3 separate regions of the Mus musculus genome follow, and all the other regions are linked to region 2. A link is a contact called in public Hi-C and HiChIP or PLAC-seq data. All regions are on one chromosome and are shown on one strand. Each heading gives the region's core, a stretch centred on a gene start, on an enhancer-like site or on the middle of the called end of the contact. The rest is flanking DNA. Distances are from core to core; before and after follow the strand shown.

Evidence for each region. A called contact is a pair of places that touch in the nucleus more often than the background predicts. HiChIP or PLAC-seq counts read pairs in DNA pulled down with a chosen protein or histone mark.
Region 1: a contact with region 2 is called in an H3K27ac HiChIP or PLAC-seq map of embryonic stem cells, with 12 read pairs. The contact joins the enhancer-like site here to the promoter of Gpr20 in region 2. A contact is called at or near these places in 12 of 39 promoter capture datasets (the 3T3-L1 cell line, the C10 cell line, the HPC-7 cell line and 9 more), 2 of 15 datasets of contacts at CTCF or cohesin (embryonic stem cells and pro-B cells), 25 of 484 Hi-C or Micro-C datasets (B cells, the HL-1 cell line, LSK cells and 10 more), 6 of 115 datasets of contacts at active chromatin or transcription factors (double positive thymocytes, embryonic stem cells and intestinal villus epithelium) and 3 of 9 other capture datasets (adipose tissue, liver and pancreatic islet).
Region 3: a contact with region 2 is called in a Hi-C map of B cells, with 2.6 times the contacts expected there. The contact joins the enhancer-like site here to the promoter of Gpr20 in region 2. A contact is called at or near these places in 1 of 39 promoter capture datasets (neutrophils), 2 of 15 datasets of contacts at CTCF or cohesin (embryonic stem cells and large pre-B cells), 95 of 484 Hi-C or Micro-C datasets (the AML12 cell line, B cells, the Ba/F3 cell line and 63 more), 11 of 115 datasets of contacts at active chromatin or transcription factors (the 230-238 cell line, the HPC-7 cell line, bone marrow-derived dendritic cells and 7 more) and 2 of 9 other capture datasets (adipose tissue and pancreatic islet).

The regions. Positions count from the first base shown.
Region 1 is chr15:73,651,525-73,654,592 of GRCm38.p6, forward strand. No RefSeq gene overlaps it. Among named protein-coding and RNA genes, the nearest start is that of Slc45a4, 28 kb to the left of the region's middle. Within about 2 kb of position 1,482, at least 10 of the 459 cell types and tissues checked have an H3K27ac peak or open chromatin away from gene starts, as enhancers often do. A contact at or near this core is called in embryonic stem cells, where this site is marked.
Region 2 is chr15:73,706,111-73,709,389 of GRCm38.p6, forward strand. Gpr20 (G protein-coupled receptor 20) reads right to left here and starts at 1,395. Exons shown (of 2, transcript NM_173365.2): 1 at 1,211-1,395.
Region 3 is chr15:73,759,929-73,762,860 of GRCm38.p6, forward strand. No RefSeq gene overlaps it. Among named protein-coding and RNA genes, the nearest start is that of Ptp4a3, 13 kb to the left of the region's middle. Within about 2 kb of position 1,258, at least 26 of the 459 cell types and tissues checked have an H3K27ac peak or open chromatin away from gene starts, as enhancers often do. A contact at or near this core is called in B cells, the P5424 cell line, granulocyte-monocyte progenitors and 3 more, where this site is marked.

The DNA of each region.
Region 1 (3,068 bases), core at 232-2,731, 54 kb before region 2:
TCTGGGTCACATCTCATTAGGTGTCCAGTCAGCAAGATGGCAGATGCAGGAAGGGAGGATTCTGTCTATTGTTGTAAGGTGTCTTTCCTTCCCTGCCCATCTCTGTGCCTTGACCCATGAGGAAATGAGGGCCCTTTCAATAAGGATGTCTGCACTGCACCCTGCGTTAATCAAGACAGCTACCAACTGGTGGTCTTCCCTGAACTGCTCCTCAGCCTGTGCTAAGAGAGAGGAGACTCCCGCCTCTGGAGTGCATAGCAAACCTGCTGGACCACAGCAGAGGGGAGGACAACGCTTGGCAAAACCCAAGAAGTACTCAGCAGAAAAGGAGATGGACTTAACCCACTCATATCTACCCACACCCTGCCCTTAGTCTTCTGTACTTTGGGCACTGGTATGATCCCATTTCATAGACAGAGAAGGTAAATGGGGGCGGGGGTACGTCTAATCTGAGTATCCTCTCTGCTTGCAGGAACTGCTGAAGATTGAGGGCAGGATGGCCCCAAGGGAAAACTGATGGAGGCTGTTGAGAGGTACGGATGCCTACGTGCATCTAGGGCACACTCCTGAGGGCCTGTCCCATCTGCCCTTCCACAGACCCTCCTCTGACTCTTCAGGACGACTGTCCTGATACCCTTTGAACTCTCCTGGGGGAAACGTCTGGCTTCTCTGCAGCGGGGAAAGCTTCAGATTGATAAGCGATAACCTTGGACTTGTGGGTTCCCGGGAGGGGAGGGAGGTGAAGCACATTGAAGCCCTGCGTAAATTAGGATGGCTCAGATTGTACTATGATTAAAATTCAATAAAGAACTGGGTGTGGAGATCCACGCCTGTAATCCCGGCCCCCGGAGGCTAAAGCTGAGGCTGCAGGATCGAGAGTAGGAGGCCAGTCTGGGCCACAGAGTGAGACTCTGTCACGAAACAGACAACTAAACAAAACAACAACAACAATAAGAACAACAGTAGCAACAAGCACACCCACTTATTAATTGAGGCCCCTTGCTACCTTGCCAGATCCCTTTACATCCGAAGGTAAGTTCACTCAGAGTACTGTTGCCTGCTTCTGAGCATGGGACAGGTGGTTCTGAAGAGGGCAGAGAGAGAAGGCATAGGCTGTGACCTGACTACACAGTCCCTGGGTAAGCACCTTTGCTCATACAACTGTTTGCTCTCATTTGTTTTGAGACAGGGATTCTCACAGCCCAGAAGGCCTCAAACTCACTAGGTAAACCAGGATTGGCATCAAATTCTTGATACTCCAGACTCTGTTTCCAGAGTGCCAAGATCATAGCAGACATGTACTACCATGCCCAGTCCAAGCTTAAAAAAAAAAAAGTGAACACCTTAAAAAATTCCTATTTTCCAGTTCCCCATTGTCTCAATTAGCATGCTAATTTAACTGCCAAAGATTTTGAACAACCCCTGTGAGCCACGCCCCTTTCTCTGCTCCAGGGCTAAATAGTTCAGCTCCATCCAGTATGCTCTAAAACCCTCACCCCAGCTAGCCTTGTTTAAGTGCCCTTCAAAGCATGTACCCTGGAGAAGCATCCCCCCTCTCTGCTTCCCCCCTGCTATAAGCCCCATCTGGAATGAAGTGGGTGGGAACCCCACGGAGTGGGGCAACTCCCTAAGAAGAGAGTGAGTGAGCCTAGACTCTGAGGCCAAGATCTCCCTCCAGCAAGGTAAAGACCTCTAGCCTCCCACAAGCCCTGAACGTGCAGGTCAGAGGTCCAGGGGTCTTGGCAATAAGGAACCTCAAAAAAAAAAAAAAAAAAAAAAAAAAAAAAAACCTCAGTCTTGGGCAGAGCTAGGTCAGTCAGGACTTTAGGCTCCAGAATTGGCCACAAAGCAGAGATTACTGAAATCCTTAGGAGTCCACAAATCTTTCCAAGGTCATGGGGCCATTTGGGACCAAATGACATGAGTATAGTCACATAATTTCCAGGGTGATCCCCAGGTCGTATGGATACCTGGGGAATCACATGACTTCTCGTGGAAGTTTGAATTCCTTCCACTGCCTCTGCATGCCAGACGAGTCCTTCCCTAAGCCGTCTTCTCCATCTGTGAAGTGAGAAGAAAATGTCCCCATAGCTCCAGCTCTGCAGTGAGGACACCAGGAAAGGATGATGAAGGACGGTCCCATTGAGGCCCAGGGAAGTTCAGGACAGCATCAGCATCAGACGGTCCCTCAGATAAAGCAGACTTGATAGTGAGTGTCTGTGGGTCCATGAAAGTTTGAGGCTAGCTTGGGCTACATCGTGAAAAATGTGATAAAAAAAAACAATTGACAGCAACAAAAAGATGTTCATTGTGCTGTTTAATTATAATCCTAGGGGAGGTGGAAGCAGGAGAATTAAGGACTCAGGTGTCAGCCAGATAGTCAGGAGGCAAAGGCAGGCAGATGTCTAGTTCTAGAACAGCCGGGGCTACACAGAGAATATCTGTCTCAAAAAAAAAAACAACCGATCAACCAACCAACCAACCAACCAAACAACCAACCAAACAACCAAACAACCAACCAACCAACAGCTTAGGCCCTGTGTGATCAAAGCCACCTTACAAGCCAGGCATGGTGAGCCAGCGGCACAGGTCCATCATCCCAGCACTCAGAGGCAGGAGCAGGATCATGAGTTCAAGGGTAGGATACCATCTCCAACCACAAACAAGCTGCCTTAAGCACATAGCAATCCAGTGCTGTTGGTGCCCCTCTGTAGAAGAGGAAACAGGAACCGAATATCAGGCCTGGGGTCAGACAGTGGGTAAGTGGCCGAGCAAGGATCTGAACCCAGGAAGGCTGTCTAGCTTTTGCAAGCAGCTTCCAGGCCTATAGGGAAAGGGGTGGGGGTGGGAGGGAGTGTAGCACAGCACCACATATCTAGGTCACCCTGTCAAGAGGAGCAGGAGCAAGGGAAGAGTCTGGCCTCAGAAGCTGCAGCCATGAACCAAATGACCAGGGTGACCTGGAGAGGAGGCAGGGAGCCAGCCGCCCACAGCAGGTGACAGGGTGAGGCACCTGGCACAGCTCTAAGAATGAAGGGTGAAGACAGGTTATGTATGGGACCGCCCCA
Region 2 (3,279 bases), core at 145-2,644:
CCAACCAACCAACCAACCAACCAACCAAACCAAGGAACACAAAACAACCCCTACCCCCCAAACCCACTGGAAATGGGTCTGATGCACACACTCTCTAAAGCCAGCCCTTGAAAGCTGACTCAGGAAGAACACTGCAACCTAAGCTATGAAGACATCAAGCTAATAGAGTTTCAGGGCAGCCTGGGATGTAGATTGAGGCCTTACCACAAAACAAGCAACAAACAGGAAAGACCCCATAGCCAACCCCATCTCACACTATCTTGTACAGGTTTGAAGAAATCCCCTGAAGAATCCCAGGAGGAAGCACAGCTCCCTTTGTTCCCACCGTGCTTGCAGAAAGACCTACTCAGCAGACACACAGCCAGGCAACCCCCTGGCAGCCTGTTGCTCTGGGGCAGCACACAGAGGCAGGCAAAGGCAGGTAACCTCTGCGGGCTATGCTTTCCCTCCACCAGCCTCTGTCTCCGTCCTGCCTGAGGCTACCCAGCTGCTCCACAGCCTGCCCCCGCCAGCCACTCTGGCCACCAGCCAGTTCCCAGCCAGCCAGCCCCCTCGGGACCCTGCTCTACAGCCTTCTCACAGGGCAGCTACACCAGGGAAGCTCAGTCCGGAAGCATCAGCTTGGGGGTCCTGTTGCGGGCTGAGCAGAAAATCCAGCAATGGGCCTCAGTTTCCCCACTCCCAAAGAGGTAGAGGAAGGACCTGGACTAGGGCAGAGACCTTGAGCCAGGGGTGGGCAGATGTGGTTCCTTGTAGAGAAAGTGGATGCTTTTCCAAGCCTTGTCCCCTCCTGGTGCTAGTGGTTAGGGACCCAGAGCTCATCAAATGCTGTTTGCCTGGTCTGTGGGACCATCCCAAGTGCCTTCCTGGACAGGAGAGGAAACTGAGCCCTTGGCTTTGGACTCAGCAGCGGATGCGCAAGTGTGTGATCGGTTTCATGAATGAAATCCAGAGTGGGCAAGGTGGGTGAGGGTCACTGGGAGAATAGAGAGCAACCCCACGGGGCAGGGAGGGTGCCACTTCTGCCCCTCTCCCCTCCAAACTCTTTACATCTCTGCGACTGTCTCTGTGGCAGAGGGCTGTGAACTGGGCTTGCTTCTTGGTCCTGTTTCTCACCCCCTCTCTTCTTCCTAAGTCACCCAACTGGGCAATACGAATAGCCCGCTCTGTGCACAGGGGTGCAGGAGGCAGCAGTGCCTGGGGAACTCACCCGCTCTTGCCGCACCTTCCTCTGGGATGAGCCTGTCCCCTGAAGCTCTAGGTCTGTGGACCCACAGACAGTGCCTTCCCAGGGCCTGACGTCAGGCCAGCCAGCTGCTTTTGGACACAGGCAGAGGGGTGGGAGGGGTGGGGGCGGAGCGGTCTCCCTCCCAACCCCTGCTGGCCTGGCTGCCTAGAGGAAGGGGGGCGGGGTTGGGGTGGAGGGAGCCTGGGGGCGGGAGAGGGGTGGTGGTGGGGTCGGAGATACCACACCTTCCCTAGACAGAGGGGTGAGCCACAGCTGTTCGGACCAGGAAGAGTGGAGGGGGGCAGGGTTGGCTTCTGGCCCAAGGCTATGGGTTGTCTTAGAACAGCTCGGCCAGTTTCTGAGAAGAAAGATCTGCTGGGTGGGTCCCGTCCAGTCGCAGCAGCCAGGGGCTTAGGACATCCAGGCAGGTGTAACCACAGACAGCTGGCAGAGGATGGTCTCTGGTCAGCAAGGGCTGAATGTCTCTGGGGCTGAGGCTGTGCAGGGCTGTTTGCTCTGCCAGGAGTTCCCTCTAGCCCTCTGCTCTTCATGTCTGTCATCCACTTCAGTCATACCACAGTGCTTTCTCGAGCATCCACTCAACAGCCATTCTGACATCGATGACCAGGGAGGGCTGTGTGCAGGAGACCCCCCGGGCCCTCAGAGCTCACACTGGGTGTGAGAAACAGTAGAGGAAGAAGTGGGTGCCTAGTGACAGATCCAGCCAGCCCAGATGAGAAGTGAGGGCAGGGTTCCGGAGTGGATAGAGGGAGGTGCCACAGGACGGGGCTGCCTGGATGGGTAGAGGAAGGGGAAGCCATCTTGGTAGGGTCAGCTGCGTAGTCTGCAGAGCTATGAAGCTGGGAGGGAGTGGTCACTTGCACACAGAGTCTTAGCAGCCCTTAGAGGCTCCAGTGGTGGCTTTGATCCTAAGGGAACAGAAGGTTCTAGAAGAGGGGTGTAATCTCCCAGCCTTGGTCTCCACCCATCATAATATTCATAGAATCTTGTTGTATCTTTCCCACTGGGGCAAACTGAACCCTAGGCAGGAGCCCATGGCTTGCCAGACCACCTCCCCTAGGTCAGCAGCGACTTCTGGTCCTGGAGGGAAGGTTTTAGGCTTCTGTTAGGCTGCGGGGCTGAGGGCTAGGTAGGGCTTCAAAGTCACTGGCAGGCAAGTAAAGGGCTGGAGCTTGGAGGAGCTCACGTTTCACACGCTGCCCAGAGGTGGGTCCAGAAAGCCATGGTCCTTGCCTAGGGATCAGTGCCCACCCGTTCCTTCTACACTCAGCCAGTAGCTGAGACTTTCAATGCCTGGGATACGCGGTGCCTATAGCCTGGATGCATAGTTCCTATCCCTGCCCTGACTCCACGTTGGAACAACACAGGAAGGGCTGTGCTGGCTTTTACTCCTTCATGCCCTTCCACCTCCAGGAAGCACCTGGGTGGGTCCTGTCCTATCACTTGGCAGGGTATACAGACCTGAGGAGAAGGGTGGCGCTGAGGCTCAGGGGCCAGGGCAGTCCTGAGGCATAAGTCTACAGCCTCAGTGGGGCTCTTGGCTGCTGCTGTGCTTGCTGGACTATGTCCGAGGGGTGACAAGGTGCACAGGTCATAAGTGACAGGCCAGGTGCATGGGTGGGTGCAAGGGGAGGCTGGAGAACGGAGATGGCTGATGTGTGATGGAACCCTAGGGCATTGCTGGGTATCGTGGTGCAACACGACCTTTGCAAGAAGAGGAGAAGAGTGGCGTGCATGTGGTGTGTGTGCGTATGCATCATTTGTGTGTGGTGCATGTGAAGTTGAGAGGGTCTGTTCAACTGCCAGGTCGTGCCTTGCCATCTAGAAACATAGTCTGGGGGTTCATCATTCAGTAAGAAGTGCAGAATGCAGCTAGGTGGTGGCGGCACACCCCATTAATCCCAGCACTCAGGAGGCAGAGGCAGGTAGATCTTTGGGTTCAAGGCCAGCCTGGTCTACAGAGTGAGTTTCAGGATAGCCACGGCTACACAGAGAAACCATGTCTTGCAAAACAAACAGACAGACAAATG
Region 3 (2,932 bases), core at 8-2,507, 54 kb after region 2:
TCTGTCACTGCCTGTGTCCTGGAGTCTTGCCAGCATCTTCTAAGGGCTTGGCTGGGGTACAGCAGAGGGCTCAAGGGTGGCAGGCAGGAAGCTGGCAGTTAGTACAGTTTTGGTTTTTTTTTTTTTTTTTTTTTTTTTTTTTTTTTTTTTTTGGTTTTTCTTTTGTTTTGAATCTAGATTTTTCTTTCAAGTGAAAAAAATGTTATACAACCAAGCTCTCTGGACAGGGCTGTTCTGGGGGTCGGGGGAGGTAAAGGTAGGGAGAATGGCTCAAAGTCACTTCTTGGATTTTGCTGACACCTTCCGAAAGAACGAGAGCTGTCTGGTGGTGTATTCCCAGATGCCGGGTTCTGGGTTCTTTCTGAGGTCTTTAAAAGCTTCAGGAGAGAAAGGACAAGTCAGGTCAGAGGTGACCCTGGCTTGGGAGTAATCCTCCACCACCAACTCTGGTTCCATCTGGGTAGGAGGCTCAGAGGGCCCTTTCTAGCCATTGACCAGCATGGAGTGCCTTGGTGGGGTGGGGTCTCTTCAGGAGGTTCGGGTCCCTGTCTGTGCCACCATCTGAGATGGCCATGCTCCAGGAAGCTGGGAGGGATGGAGACAGGCCCAAGGTGTGGGCCACTTACTGGAGGATAACAGCTGGATGTCCTTGTCATTTATCATCTGTGACACTGCCTGGGGATGGTTGCAGGTGGTGTACCCTGCGTAAGATGGAGAGAGAGTCATGGCTATTGGGTGGGGGCTGCTCAGACTCAGGCCCTCCTTCCCACCCTCGTGGTGGGTGGTCTGGGTGAAACAAGGGCTTCAAGCCTGGTCGGCCCATGCTGCCCACCTATAAAAAGAGCTGCCCAGGTCTTGATGTGGTGGTGACGGCTGTGTAGGCATTTGATGGCCTGTGATAGGTGGATGCTGAACTCCTCCTGGCTGCGGGTCATCTGGCCAGAGGAGAGCTCTCTTGTCACTGCCATTGGCCTCAGGGACTGTTGACCTATACCCTGCCAGCCTCACTTCCCTGGGAAGGGGAGTCCACGGGGGGGGGTGTGCATCTATCTATCTCAGGCCCCCACTACTGACCCTGTACCCTGGTCCCTCACCAGGAAGGTCCAGAGGAAGTGGCGGGCGCTGAGGCCGGTCTCCCAGGCTAGAGTGCAGAAGAGGGTGTGCCGTGGCTGCCAACGGAGCAGCACAGCACAGCGGTAGAACGTGAACTTGGCCTGCTGCGGAGACAGCCATAGGAGGGGTCACCCACTACCCATGGGTGACTGAGCCCTGGGGTTTCCACTCCCCGAGACCACAGCTGCAGTAAACAGCCCAGCAGCCTGCTGTGCTGGTGTCTGGGAAGCTGCTGTGGTCTCGGGGAGTGGAAGTGACCCGAGGGTCACAGTGCCCTGTGGAAGACAGGGAGATACCCAGCTCTGTCTGAGCTTGTTGGCTACTGTTGTCCCCTCCCCCGATGTCAGGGACTCCAGAGAGTGGAGCATGGTAAGGCAGGCTGTATTCATGAATCAGCAGGCACACTGTTGGTCTGTGTCCCACCATGCTCTTCTGTAGCTGGTAGACCCACAGATCTGGCTGGCTGAATACGGCAGTGTGTGTGGGAGGGATTGGTGATCTGGGGAGCCCTGTGGGTAGCCCGACCTGGCTTCCCTGTCCCTTTGCCAAGATCAAAGGGATTGCAGGTTGGCACTGACCATGACAACAGCTGGACACTGGTCCTTCAGGTGCAGGAGCAAAGGCACCATACTCTGGCATACTTGGGTCCGCATGCCGCTCAGCTCCCTGTCTGCCACCGTCGCCACCAGATCCCCAAATAGTGACATAGCTGCTGCTCGAACTTTGTCCTGTTCCTATGACGCAGGAACTTAGGTTCTAGTGTTTCCTAGCTTGGAGTCCTTTTATCTCCTCAGACTCCATCAGACAGGTTCAGGGGCCTGGGATAAAGTTGTTTCTCCTCCCTTGGACTCAGGCTTTCTCCCAGACAAGGCTTCAGGCCATCCTCACATGGAATTATCTTGTCCTCTGGTGCCCACTGTCACCCTGATCATGAAGGTAGCTGGGTGATTTATTCCCAGAGGGGTTGGACAAGTGTGACTTGGCACTCTTCAGCCATGAAGAAGGCTGAGCACCACCTGGTGGACCCCTGGCTAGATCTGGTGCACCCGTGGGCTCACAGCTTGGCAGCTGCCTTGGGTTCAGTGCCCAGGTACAGTGAGAAGGCAGAAGGGGTCCTGAGGCCCAAGGGAGGGGCGGGGAGGGCCCAGGAAAGCACACCCAGCCACGCCTGGCTCTATTCTCACGTCATCAAAGAAGTAGCGGGTGTTGACAGCGATGCTGAGACTCTGTGCGCCTGCGCCCTGTGTGCCTAGGCGGTGCAGTACATCCGAGACCATGCCCATAATGCCTACCACCACTGCCTCGTTCTTTTGGAAGAGGCCATTGAGGAAGGCTGGCAGCTGACCCTGGAGCAGGCTTTCCTATAGGGAAGGTAGTGGGCGGTGGGTGGAAGGCACAGGTCTGCCCCCTTCACCCGGCTTCACCTGGGGTACTTGACCTGAGCCTCTGCCCCTGTCTTGCCCTTGAGTCTGGGGTCTAGTCTGGTTGGGTGGGGTTGGTGAATAGATGGGTAGGTGGAAGGGTGGAGGAATGGGTAGATGGATGACTTCATTCATGGACAGGTGTATATATGTATGTATGTATATATGTATGTATGTATGTATGTGCATATGTATGTGAGTATGTATGTATGTATGGAAGGGCAGGTGCTATGGAAGGCCAGGTGGGTGGGTTAACAGGTTAAGGAGTGAGTGCTGCATTGCCTCCACCCCACCCCACCCCATTCTTAAGCACCCTCTGTTCTAGATGCAGTGCAAAGGGCTTTGTTGACCATGGTCACTCTAACGATTGGGACTGCCTTAACCTTGTGCACACATCT